Regions from separate parts of the Ovis aries genome. Here region 1 is linked to region 2. Evidence: chromatin contacts called from public Hi-C data. All regions are on one chromosome and are shown on one strand. Each heading gives the region's core, a stretch centred on a gene start, on an enhancer-like site or on the middle of the called end of the contact. The rest is flanking DNA. Distances are from core to core; before and after follow the strand shown.

Region 1 (4,093 bases), core at 1,227-3,726, 150 kb before region 2:
CAAACAGGAGATGGCAAGAGTGAACATCGACATTCTAGGAATCAGCAAACTAAAATGGACTGGATTGGGTGAATTTAACTCAGATGACGATTATATCTACTACTGCGGGCAGGAATCCCTCAGAAGAAATGGAGCAGCCATCCTGTTCAACAAAAGAGTCTGAAATGCAGTACTTGGATGCAATCTCAAAAACGACAGAATGATCTCTGTTTATTTCCAAGGCAAACCATTCAATATCACAGTAATCCAAGTCGATGCCCCAACCAGTAACGCTGAAGAACCTGAAGCTGAACGGTTCTATGAAGACCTACAAGACCTTTTAGAACTAAAACCCAAAAAAGATGTCCTTTTCATTATAGGGGACTGGAATGCAAAAGTAGGAAGTCAAGAAACACCTGGAATAACAGGCAAATTTGGCCTTGGAATACCTACCAATAGGTTTATCTATATCTACCAAAATGGCTAAGCAGTTAACATTTGTCAAAGCAATCCCACTTCAGGAGTGAATTCAATAGACCTACCTTTACATGCCAAAATGACATTAAGCAAAATGTCTATAACATTCAAAGACAGGAAATGACCCGTGTCCATCAAAAATAACTAGTTAAATTAATTATGATCTAGCCACACAATGGAAAACGATGAAGTTATTTTAAAAATGAGGAAATAATGACCCCTAAAGCACAAAGAAAAAAGTAGGTAAGACTTCATCAAGAGTAAAAATATTTTGTTTATCAAAGGACACCACCAAGAAAGTGAAAAGACAATCACAGAATGAGAGAAAATATGACAGTCATATTCCCTGCTCTTTCCCTGCAGCAACCTGGGTCAGGTTGGTGCTTAACAAGTGTGTTCCCTGAGGAAATGAATAACCTGTCTGTCCATCACCCATCTTGTGCTGGCCACTAGGGGAGCTCCCGACACCAGCAGGAACCAGCCTGGGACACAGGCAGAGCTTGGAAGGGTGTGTCCCTGAAATCTGAGATTGAGCCGATCCCAACACAAGGCACCTGAATCTCCTGGATTGAAAATTTGAACTGTGTAAAGTACAAGAAGGCAAAGCCAGTCAGTTTTGCCAGAATTCAGCAGGAGGTGAATTGCATACTGCAATCTCTCCCTGCCAAGGAAGCACGCTTTTCTTTCCTGGGAGGTGGTATATACAAAGAAACAGAAAAGGGGCGTGGGTCTGGCAAGGATTGTAGCCGCCCAGGGTGGGAACGCCCAGGAAACACTCCTGGGGTGACTGACTTTTCCTAGCACCCGGACAATCCAGGGCTTAAACCTTGAGAACAAGGATGGAGCCTCCAAGAGACAGAATGGGGTCTTAACCTCCCCTCCCTGTTCCCCCACCTCTTGAACACTCTTAGCTCCCATTTGGCGGGGGACGCGGTGTGGAATTTATGTGAGCAATTACTGCGTACTTTGTAGTCGGTTAGACCGGCCGAGTTCCTGCTGAGGTAATAAATTCATTTGAGACTTAATTCACTCCATAAGCATTTCCTCGAGCCCTTTGGGAAGATCTCCTTGGGGAAGGAGGAAGCTACCCACTCCAGTATCCCGGCCTGGAGAATTCCATGGACTGTATAGTCCATGCGGGTCTCAAAGAGTCGGACACGACTGAGGGACTTCCACTTCACTTCACTTAGGCTGACAGGGACGTGGGAGAACGGCTGTGAACTCAGCAAGTCTTAGCCCTGGGGAGCTTGCTTTCTGGGGAGGGGGGAGCCTGGCACCGTCCGTTCCGACGAGCACTGGGAAGGCGAGGTGATGTCACAGTGACCGGAGAAGGGGGCACCTCCGGGCGCTGCGGTGACAGGGGCCTCTGAGGAGGCCACCCAGCTCCGGACTGTGAGTAAAAAACACCCTGCGGTCGAGCTCTTGGCCCGGCGCCCAACAGATAGTCAGCGCTCACCAAATCTGACAGAGACTCTTATCACTTTCCTGTCTCCTCCCTCCGAGGGACACTGCCCCCACCCCCTGGTCAGGCTTGTCCCCGGGGGCACCGCGCGAGCGGGGCCCACGGTGAGGGGCGACGCTCGGGGTCTTCGGAGACCCTGAAACCGGCCCCGGCCAGGGACCCTCCAAACGGGGCCTCCCCTCCCCGGCCAGGGGACCCTCCCCGCGCGTCCCCTGCCCGTCACAGACGCCGGCCTGGGAGTGCCCAAGAGACGGCCGCTCAGACCTCGGCCCTCGGCACCGGGGGCACCGCGGGGGTAAACACAGCCCTCCCGGAGCCGTCAGCGCGCTCGGACCCACAGTGCGGCGGCGACGTGCAGAGAAGCGCGAGCAGCCGAGACGCGCCGCAGCCCGGCTCTTCCGTACGCTGCGGACCCGCCCCTCGCGCGCCGCGGTTGGCTGCGGCTCGGCGGCCGCTGATTGGCTGGCGCGGCCCCCGGCGCGCGCCCCCATTGGCTGTGACGCCCGGCCGGGCGAGACCCCCGTCGGCGCCGCGGCCGCGCCCGGGGCCGGGCCGTCATTGGGCGGCGTGATCTCGCCGCGGTTCCGCGGCCCTGCCGCCGCCGCCAGCGGAGCGCACCGGGCTGGCCGGGCGAGGGGCTATGGCGGGCGCCGAAGACGGGCCGGGCCAGCAGCCAGAGCTCGAAGACGATGAGGCGGCGTCCTGCCGGCGCTGGGGCGCGCAGCACGCCGGGGCCCGCGAGCTGGCCGCGCTCTACTCCCCAGGTAGGACCTCCGGCCCCCTCTCCCGGCCCGCAGTCACCAGCCAGCCTGGGCTGCGGGGCCGCGATCCTGGGTCCCCTGGATCGGAACCCCAGCCTCAGCCCCCAGTGCAGAGCTCCAGGCGCGGCTCCTAACTTGCAAGTAGCGCCCCTAAGTCTTGGGACCCCACCCCAGCGCCCCTTCCAAGCGCAAACCAGAACCCCAGCCACGGGGCTTTCTGGATGCAAAGACAGCCCCCCGGATCAAGGAGCTGCCATATCAACTCCTCGGGCTACGGACAGCTCCCATCACGCTGTCGGATCCCAATCCTAGCCCGGGGTCCCCGCGGCTGTAAAGAGCCCCTAGTCTTGGGGACCCACCACGCCAGGACCCCAAGCCGAAGGCACCCCCCCCCTCAGTGACATGTACTGGCCCCCCTCCTAAGAGTTACACCCTATCCCAGGTTCCCCAGATACAGATTTCACACCCTAGGGCCCTATCTGCACCCCTGCCGGGGCCCTGGGCTGTAGTGACTTCACCCCCCAAATCTGAGCATATCAGGTCTGCTCTGGGAACCTTAACTCAGGGGGCCCCACGTACCGAGTGCCCCAGACGCCCTTCCTCCAAAGCCCCATCCTAGATTTATAGCTTCAGTTTATAGACCCTCCCCCCTCCCCCCGCACCCCGCGAATTAACTCTCACCCTGTATTTTGAAATCCTGGGTGGTGAGGGCCTCCCTGCACACCTTCCAGTTTAAGCTTTCTCTCAAAATTTAAGCCCCAGTCCCAGCCATTTCCTCTCCCCCATGTAGATGTTTATATTAACCTCCTCCATAAGGACTTGGGGGTGTCCACAGACCAGACCGCAAACTTAGAGACCCTTGCTCTGCTTCTGCCCCCCGACAAGGTCCCGGTGTCTGCCTGCTGGGCCTACCGTTTCTGCTCTAGCAAGCAATGACCTCCACCCCCTTCTCTGACTTCCACTTGAGCCTCAGGAATCTCATTGCCAGGCCCCAGCAGAGCCAAGTGTCCCCAGGGGTAAAGAAATTGCCTTTGAGAACTCCAGAGTCAGGTGACTGGGAGGCCCCTTTGCTTGGGTGTCGCCAGCTCATCCAGCTTTATTTATTTGTCAAACATTGTGACATCTTTCCTTTTACCCCGGGGAGGGGGAGGGGGCCACCACGCATAGATATCCCTTGCCTGAGGTAAGAACGAGTCTGCCACCACCTTTGGCTTTCTGCCCTGACTGGCCAGGGTTTGCATACCATCTCTGCCATAGCTGCCTGTATGACCTGAGCTGTAGATCACCAGAGGCTTTCTGGATTTGCAGTTTCATGTTCTGAGTCTTTTTTTTTTTTTTTTCATACCTAACTTGGGCACCTGGCCCATGATGCCATAGTGCCTTTAACCTGTTCTCCCAGCACCCAGCTTGTGGA
Region 2 (3,739 bases), core at 1,192-3,691:
TGAATCCTCTCTCTGAAGAGCAGCCCCAAGCAGAGAGGCCTCCCCCATTCACCCTCTGAAAAGGTGGAGTGGTTACCTTTTCTGCACTTCCGGAAAGCTAAAGGCTAGGACGGGTTCCATCTCACAAGTTTCTACACATTTAGCATTACAGTTTTTGAAATGCCAAGACCTAATTGCGTTTTCTGCCAGCAAAGGAGTTCCTGGGCCTGCATGATGGGATTAAGTTTATCTGTTCAGCAGTGAGTGGGGGTGGGGAAAGCAGGTCTGAGAACCATCATGATACTATAACAAGTCATTATCAAGTGACGAAGCAGCCACTGAATCTAGACTGCACCCTCTACAATACTACCATAACCCACTCGGTATGATTAAGTTATAATCAGAGAGGCTCAGAGAGTTAAATCCCATACTCAAAGACACACGGCTTGAGAGCAGAACAAATACCAAGGACGATTTTTGTGCCTGCTGGTCGTGTCTCAAAGCATTTTCCCAGGTTCTGTCTGTCCCAGGTGTCTCATTTAACCGGCACAAAAACCTCACAAGGTGTTTTTACGCTTATTTCACAGATGAGGATACAGAGGCTAAGGGAGGTGAAATGCCAGCCCAAAGTCTGGGGAGGATCCCAAAGCAGGATCCAGAGCGGAGGCAGGTGGGCAGGCTGACAACATCCTGTCTGACTAGGGTGGGAGTAGGGGTGGGCTAGGGGAGGGTGGAGCAGGGTGGGCCCCTTCACACCTGGCCCCAACAGCAAGGTGTTGTTTATACCTTTCCCATATCCAGCTCCAACCCATTTGGCTGAGAGGAACTGAGCCTGCTGAGGGACATGTAAAAGTTATCTACTCAGCCCGAGTGCTTAGCTGATGAATGATGGCATGTTTCTGCCAAACTTCAGAGCCAGGCCTCCCGGAACTCTCGAGCTAGGTGTCAGGAGACGGCGGGGGCCTCGGTTCCCACAATCTGAAAGTAACAGCAAAGCCCATCTTACAAGCGCTGGCAGCGAAGGCAGAGAGAATGGGGGCTGGGGGTGAGGTGGGACTCACCGGTGTGGGTCCGGACGTGGCCCTGCAGCAGCCAGGGCCTGGAGAAGGCCTTCCCGCAGGTGCTACAGACGCAGGGCAGCGTGTGGCTCCGGATGTGCATCTTGAGGGCACCCAGGCTGACGTACTCCTTGTTGCAGTATTTGCAGTTGAAGGCTTTGCGAGACTGGGGGTCCTTGGCCACGGAGAGCCCGGTCAGCTGCTTGGGCAGCTGGCCCAAGCCTGGGAAGGCAGCATAGCCCTCAGCCTCCAAGGAGGAGGCTGAAGTGGACGAGAAGGACGAAGGAGCCGGCGAGGGTGGGCTGGGGGGCTGGGAGCCTTTCCCGCTGTCCTCGTCGGACAGGGAGGTCAGCTCGCCAGCCTTGGGGATCTCCTGGGGCAGGAGAGAAGCCCAGCTGATGGGCTGGGCTTGGGGCGCCAAGAGAGAGTCCCAGATGAGTGTCGGCAAGGAGGCGGTGGGATTGAGGACCTCGGGCGGCGGGATGGCTGCCAGCAGGTGGGCCTGGTCGTAGGGCTGCTGGAAAGTGAGCTCTGAGCAGGGGACAGAGAAGAGGGCAAGGTCAGGCGTGAGCTCAGTCAGCCAGCAGACATCAGCCTGATGTGGGCCAGGAGCTGAACGGGGCTAGCACTCAGGGCTTATCAGATGAATACCAGATTCACTACTAGGACCGGCAGTCTGAGCCCCTCTTCACCCAGGTCACCTGGTTCTCCCTCTTCCGGGAAGAATCCCCCTTCCCTAGCTCCGACTCAAGGGGGTCATTTCCACATCTCCATCCTCCTGAGGTACCCAAGTACCCAGCTTGAGGCCAGACCCCAGCATCCTGGCCCCTCGTCTCCTCAGCTGCCAAGGCACCACACCCCTGTCCCAGGCCCCCTTCCATACACATTTCTTCTCCCACACCCTCCCCCAAATCCCCTGGACTCTTTCGGAGCCCTCGGCCCGGCGTCTGTCCAGATAGAAGGCTCCTCTTCTCACTTTTGGGAGGGGCGCCCCTCTTCTCTGCGGCTGCTAAGTTTCCGTTTCCTCAGCCCAAGACCACCGCCCTCCAAAAACCCTCTCCACATCTCCCGGACCCACCTGACCCGAGCTTATCCGCACCCAGGCTCTATTCTTTGACTCGACTCTCGCCCCTCGACTTCGTCCCCAAGCCCCCTGCTCCTCCAATGCTCTCCCCATGCAGCCTTCGCTTGCCTCCCCCGAACTCCCCAGGGGTCCGGTCCCCTCACCTGGAGAAGAGTCGTGCAGCTCACTGTAATTGGGTCTCCGGCGGGAGCCCGCAGACTTCCTGACGAGGAAAGAGCGCGGCATGGTGGCCGAAGCAGCGGGTGGTGGGGGGGGGGGGTCTCCCCGGTCGCGCCGGGATCGCAAAGCTCTCCACCCACGACGCCGTGCAGCTGCGCTGTGAGTGGAGACGGGCCGCCGATTCCCTTAAGTACGCCAGTCGCGGGTGGGCGTGGCCCGTCCCAGTCACGCCCCTTTGTCACCTCCGCGCCAATCGAGACGCGCCTTCGCCAGCGGCCCCGCCCCGAGCAGGTGCGCTGGGGGCTGGCGGGGCTCGCGCCGCGTGGCGCTGGAAGCCGGGCGGGGCCGCGCGGACGCCGGGCCTCGGGCGCGTGCATGGGCGCCTGGCGGCGGGCTGCCGGGGGCGGGGCGCTGGGAACCCCTGGACGAGGCGGGACCCCTCTTCAGGACTCGGGCGCCCGGGCCGGCTCGGCGCGGCAGGCTCTCCCGCCTCTGGCGCCCCCTGGCGCCACGCGCCACGGCTCTGGGCACCTGACTTTCGGAGACCGCCACCTCACGGGGCGGGGGGTGCCTTCGCCCGTAGAGTGCCCCGCAGAGAGCGTGGGATTGACCAGGGGCAGCACACAGTTCGGGGGCGGAGAGAAGCAATGGATCCCTCCACGTGGCTGCTGACAGTGTGCCATGCCACGGCCCTTTTTTTTTTTTTTTTTGCAAAGCAAACGGGCATCAGCTAGAAAAACGCACATACTGACTGTGTGCCCACTAACGAACCAGGCACCACTCCCGGCGCTGGGGGGGATACAACCCTGAACAAAACACTCGGGGTCTCTGCTGAAGGGCCGCTCTCCCAGTCACGTGGGGGAGACAGGCGAAGTCAACAGGCAATTCCAATGCAGAGGGAAGTGCATTTCGATGGGTTGGGGGGGGGTGGGGTGGGGACCACAGGGCACTGTGACAGTCAAGAGGCGGGTCACTTGACCAAGGGTCGGGGCAACTTCCCAGAGGAAGTGAAGAAAATGCCGAGGGGAAAGGCCTGAGGTTAGAGGCAGTAACCATCTCAGAGTCATTGAGAGCCTCTCTCAGGATGGGGGTGGGGTGGGCAGGGCGGCAGGGTCAGGGCCTGGAGGAGTCTGGACTTTGCTCCAGGGGCCCTGGAGAGCCGAGGAGGGACCTGTTTGGAGTTTGGTTGAGAAAGATTACTCTGGGCAGGTGGGAGAAAGAAGTGGGGAAGGGCGGAGCTCAGGTAGTTGCCTCACTCGTCTGGGGTCATTGAAACTGTGTCTAAAGGACCTAAGGCTAGGCTCCACCAGGGGTTCACTGACTGATTCAGCTGTGGGCTGGGCCCAGGGGAGGGACTGACTTCACCCCCAGCTCTCCTCTGAGCCCACTGACTGTGAGAGCCACTCCTGTCCTGGACTGGGGATGGGGCACAGGCCTAAATCCGAAGGTCTCTTCAACT

The links. Hi-C and Micro-C count contacts between places; a contact is called where the count stands out from the background.
Region 1: a contact with region 2 is called in a Hi-C map of liver, with 5 times the contacts expected there. The contact joins the promoter of PEDS1 here to the promoter of SNAI1 in region 2. A contact is called at or near these places in 11 of 16 Hi-C or Micro-C datasets (blood, hypothalamus, liver and 5 more).

What each region holds. Positions count from the first base shown.
Region 1 is chr13:78,196,229-78,200,321 of ARS-UI_Ramb_v3.0, reverse strand. It overlaps PEDS1 (plasmanylethanolamine desaturase 1), which reads left to right and starts at 2,476. Exons shown (of 6, transcript XM_004014882.5): 1 at 2,476-2,682. The coding sequence starts at 2,559.
Region 2 is chr13:78,051,112-78,054,850 of ARS-UI_Ramb_v3.0, reverse strand. SNAI1 (snail family transcriptional repressor 1) reads right to left here and starts at 2,441. Exons shown (of 3, transcript XM_004014881.4): 1 at 2,265-2,441; 2 at 1,041-1,568. The coding sequence starts at 2,346.